Linked DNA regions of Triticum aestivum: region 1 is linked to region 2. A link is a contact called in public Hi-C data. All regions are on one chromosome and are shown on one strand. The core of a region is the stretch at or near the end of the contact, and the rest is flanking DNA. Distances in the headings are between cores, read along the strand shown. Region 1 holds the start of LOC123074587. Region 2 has its middle 54 kb from the start of LOC123078680.

Region 1 (2,700 bases), core at 114-2,613, 640 kb before region 2:
TTTTATTAAAAAGATTGGTGCTTCCAAAAAATGTTTGTGAATTTTAAAATATGTTCCTATTTAAAATTTTCTTCGTGATTTTCTCAAAGCGTACATAATTTTCAAAAACATGTTCAGGATTTGAAAAAGGTTCATGTTTCCTACAATATTCAGATACTTCATAGCTTTAAATCTCCTCGGATGAAAGAAAATGTACATAATTTTTTTCTCCCGTTGCAACACACGGGCGTATGTGCTAGTAAGACTAAAAAAATAACCTTACAACATGTTTTGTTGTCTACACGACGTGCTTATGGTAACACTATATTATCAACCACTGACATGCCCTAAGAAGCGACGTCGAAGCAAGCTCTACCGGCGTGCTGTCGCAGCATTTTTTGTTGGAAACTGTGCCGATCGACATCTTGCAGAAGGAAATCCTCGTCCCGGCCAGCGCAAACACAATGAGAAGTAGAATCCACCAAACCCGTTTATAAGCACGGTTGAAAGTACAACGCGGACACCGACACACTTGTAACGATACGATAGTACAAGGCTTGATCGTAGCCTTGAGAACAACAAACTCGCGAAATTAAACGAATGCAGCCGCTTCAGTAGCCGGTACCCCGGCGCCAGGTAGTAGTACTAGTCTTCAACGAAGCCAAAGCCGCGGTATAAATACGGAAATGCTGCGGCCCGGGCGCGCCTACTGGCCGGCGGCGAAGGCCTCGACGGGGAAGGTCTTGGTGACGCCGGCGAGGCTCCTGAAGACGATCTTGCCGGTGGGCGGGTCGTCGACGGTGATCTCGTTGACGGGCGGCCACAGCATGAGCTCCTTGGCCTTGACGCCCTTGAGCTTCTTGATGCACTTGGTCTTGACGTAGCCGGTGATCTCCACGTCGTAGCTCACCTGCTTGCTCACCATCTTGAAGCGGTGCTCCACCTTCTTCTGCTGCGCGATCCACATGTAGCCGGTGGCCCGCACGAAGCCGACCTCGATCACGTCCGCGAGCGGCAGCAGGCCCAGGGGCAGCCCGAACTCCTCCAGCAGCGACGCCGCCAGCTTCAGGCCCTCCTCGTGCCCCTTCTTCACCACCGCTCCCTCCCTCTCGGCCATGGCTAGCTGCTAGCAAGCTTCGTTAATTAGGTGCTCGTGTCGTGTGTGCTTGTGTCTGAGGTTGCATTGCATCCGGCCGTGGGGGGTTTATAAGGCGTGGAGAAGAAGCAGGAGGCATGACCAAACGAGTCATGTCACGGACGGTGTGTCCTCGAATTCATCGTTGGGCTTTAGGAGTTTAGCTTCGGCGCGGGGAGGTTCGGCGTGACGATCATGGCGAAGGGAGGGATCGCGTTGTCTACTTCTGTGTGTTGCGACTTGAAACGTTTGCTTTGTGGAGTCCGGAGAGCCGGCAACGCGCGGGTGTGGTATTGCTGCTCCATTGGTCAGTTTTGCACCGTGAGAATCGAGTCGCTGTCAGCATTTTGCGGGAATTTGGAAAGTGCGACTGAGAATTCTGCGTTTGCTGGTGACGTCAAATCCCTTCCTTCATCTTTGTATGGGATCCGAGCTCTCCGTAACAATCCATGCTTTCAGAATGAGGCGCCACGTAGGATTCCCGTACTCGTCGGTTTCACTGAAGACTGACAGCATCTTCGAGACCAACAAGACAAAAGAGAACGGAAATCATCTTGTCAAACAGTGTTATAACTCGAAAATTACCGCGGAAATATTTGTCAAAACAGAAATACGTTCTGCCTGGACAGACAGGATTCGGAAGCAAATCAACACCAACATGGTCAACTCTGACCACAGAAATAACATGCTCAGAGCGATCTTCAGAAGCCGAGTGAGCCTTTACTTATCATCATCAGGCAAAGGAAGCAAATAACCAGTACGAAAGGTCAGCAGCCTCACAGGGTATAATAAAATGACAAAACATATACTACATACATTCAAACTAAACTCCCAGTTTTATTCTTGCGAACTAGTTGTCCGACAACAAAACCGCGGCAGTCCTTCATTCAACTTGTTGCTCCTTCAGGTTCTGAGATAGCAAGTGCATTATAGTTCGAACGCATACACTGATATAGCAGTTTAAAAAATACACCCACCGAAAGATCCTGCAGAACAGACTTTAGAAAGACTGCCGGAGTTCTGGTCGCACAAAATCAGCATCCGCAGTCACGGAGATGTCCACAGTGGGCCTCAGCTGAGCACAAAGTTCAATAGCGCCATGGATAGGGTCGGACATAAAATTGCTGATGCGTCTTGGTTTATTGATGCATTCTTGTCGACAGTCACAAAAAGCTTGTTGGGTCGAGACGTAGCAGTTATCAAGGGTCAACCATGACGGGCACTCGACGGGGAGCTCCTAACAGAGCATGGTTAATAGTACAGCCAACAATCGGCGGCTATATGAAGTTGCCACATCATTTATAGCCAACCTAATAGCCAACATGTATAGCGGCAATTTACAAAGTACTACTACTTCATTACTACATGGCCCACCTTACAATCTCACATTGTTTCTTGGAGCACGTGCTGCAGCCGGCTCTTAATCTGTAGCCAACTTCCCTTCTCTTTCCTCTTCTCTCTCATCCAACTCAGTAAACATACAATATTTTAATCCTTACAGCCTGCTGACTGTATCTTATTATACTTGCTCTAAGTGGCGCCCGCCGGTTTCAAAATCAAGACCTCTCGAGTCAGAGCGTACGGCT
Region 2 (2,700 bases), core at 198-2,697:
GGCTTTGCACTTTTTTTTCTTCCCTGAGATGAAAGGCTTTAATGAGGCAAACACTAATAAAGCTCAAGATTTATTCCATATGACACTTTGCCTCACTTTTTGTTTTTTTATGTAAACTCTTTAGATTTTTCTAATTTTTTGAAGTAATTAGGTTAGAAAAGGAATAATGTGCCGAACGACCCATTAGATACTAAACATGCCACGGGCCGACATGTTTACTTCATGGGGGATGACTATGTCTCGCTTGATGCGACACACAACAACCTCTCGCCTCAAGCGGCTGAGACAATGGGTCGGCCCAGCGTGCCGGAGGTTGCAGGCCTTAAAGCGCTTTTTTCTTCTTTTTTCACCTTTTTGTTTTGTTTTCTTCCTTTATTTTTTCCTTATATATTAGAAAACACTTTACATAAAATTTAGAAAAAATGTTAAACATACATTTGAAAAGTGTTGAGCATGTATAGAAAATGTTTCTGATGTATACAAATTATTCAAAAAAAATTAAACATGTAGAGAAAAGTTTCACATGTATGAGAAAATGTATGATGTGTACGACAAAAGTAGACATCAAAACATGTATTTGAAAAATAATATTAATCATGTATATAAAAATGGTAAACATGTATAAAAATAAATATTAGATGTATACAAAAAATGTACCATGTGTATGAAAACAATAGACATCAAAACATATATCTGAAAAGGTGTTAAAATGTACTTAAAAATGCTAAACATGTACTAAAAGTGATAAACATGTATACGAAAATGCTTTGGATGTATAAAAAATGTTAGATGTGTACGGAAAAAGTAGACATAAAAACATATATTAAAAAATGTTAATCATGCATATACTAAATTTTAAGCTTGTATTAGAAAATGTTTTAGATGCAAACAAAAAATGTAAAATGTGTACGAAAACAATAGGCATCAAAAAAAATATTTGAAAAAAATATGTTAATCATATATTTAAAAAATTAAACGTGTATTGAATAATGTTCTTGGCGTATAAGAAATGTTTAGTGTGTAAGGAAAGTGTAGACATGTCTTAAAAAAATAGAAATAAAAACAAAGATATAAGCAAAGACCATAGAGAAAAAGAAAACAAGAAAACTGGAGAAACCAGTGAAAAAAGAAAAAGAAACAAACAAAACAAGAAAACCAGTGAAGAAAGAAAAAGAAACAAAGAAAATAACGAAGGAAGAAAAGAAATAAAAGAAAAAAATAAAGTGAAAACCAAGAAAGAACAAATAAATATGGTGAAAAAAAGAAAAAAACCAGAGGAAAGCAGAGCAGAGTGAATTACAGCAACACAAGCGAATATAGCTAATGGGCCGGCCCACATCACACAGATGTTAGGCGAGACAGATGCTACATCTTGCTCTATGAACGAGATATAGCATCCGTGTACTTTACATGACGTGCCTGAGCCTTTAGACAAGCTACGCGTGCCGGCACGACAGGGCCACACGTTTAAGGGTGGGCCGGGCCATGCTGGTCCAGATGGCCTGGTATGCTCTGGTGTGTATATGTTTTATTGTTAAACTGTTTGTATGTACTCCTTAGGTTTTATTTACTTTGCATATTAGTTCGGTATCAAGTCAAAGTTTATATAAAATATTATTAAGTCTAAAATACCAAATCAATACCATTAGAATTATCAATTAATATACTTTTAATTTTTATATCATATACTCCTTTTGTAAATAAATATAATATTATAGTGATCTAAACGGTCTTATATTTGATTACAAAGGGAGTATATTTCTTTTGTGAAAGTTTAGATTATTTTAGATAAACTTAGTCAAACTTTATAAAGTTTGATTCAGGTCAAGCTAATAATTGCAGTAAATAAAATGGAGGGACTTAAACAGTTAAACTTACCCCTCCTCTAAGAGCATCTCCAACAGGCGCGCGAAATATCGGGCACGCTGGATAAACCGCCAGTTTGACGCGCGAGAGGCCGTGTGGTGAGCTCCAGCAGGCGCGCGAAAAAAATTGGCGCCCGCGCGGGAAAAAGCGGCAGCGCGCGGTAGTTTTGGCGCGCGATGCCCAACGAGCTGGTTAAAAGTCGCGCGCCTGTGCCCGCCAACCGCCACGATTTCCCTCCCGCCACGCCTTCTTCCTCGCCTCTTCCATTGGCCCGCCGCCGTCGGGCCTTCTCCCCCTCCCCGCCGCCGCCACGTCTTCTCCCCCCGCCTCTTCCAACGTCCCGCCATATCGCCGCGCCCCGGATCCGCTCGGGCTTCCGTGGCGTCCGCCTCCGCCCCTCCGGCGTGTATTACGCGAAGATCCGCTCCGATGATTCACGCCTCATACTCAAAACATTCGAGGCCGCCCGTGCGTACGATGCGACGGCGTGGCGCCTCGGGTGGCCTCGGTCGCAGGTGAACTTCTCCGACGTGCGGACGCGCGAGCAGGCGCAGGAACTCGCGCCTCCCCCGCATCTAATCACTGACGAGGATCGCCGCCTCCAGCGGAGGAGGGAGCGCCGCTTCCTCATTGCCGAGGCGGATGAGCACGCCATGGCGGTGTGGCGTGAGCGCTTCCCGCAGGATGTCGCCGCCGAGAATGAGTTCTGGGCGTAGAGGAGGGTGGAGCAAGCCGTGCGTCGGGCAGAAAAGCGTGCGCGGAAGGAACTGGCGGAAGCCCAGATCGAGCTGGGACCTGCGTCGACCTAGACGATGAAGATCCTCGGTGGCTCGA

What was found. Hi-C and Micro-C count contacts between places; a contact is called where the count stands out from the background.
Region 1: a contact with region 2 is called in a Hi-C map of leaf, with 2.5 times the contacts expected there. The contact joins the promoter of LOC123074587 here to the enhancer-like site in region 2. A contact is called at or near these places in 2 of 5 Hi-C or Micro-C datasets (both in leaf).

Annotation. Positions count from the first base shown.
Region 1 is chr3D:328,325,929-328,328,628 of IWGSC CS RefSeq v2.1, reverse strand. LOC123074587 reads right to left here and starts at 1,363. Exons shown (of 1, transcript XM_044497384.1): 1 at 452-1,363. The coding sequence starts at 1,096. The coding sequence ends at 686.
Region 2 is chr3D:327,684,833-327,687,532 of IWGSC CS RefSeq v2.1, reverse strand. No RefSeq gene overlaps it. Among protein-coding and RNA genes, the nearest start is that of LOC123078680, 54 kb to the left of the region's middle. Within about 2 kb of position 1,447, at least 3 of the 8 cell types and tissues checked have an H3K27ac peak or open chromatin away from gene starts, as enhancers often do. A contact at or near this core is called in leaf, where this site is marked.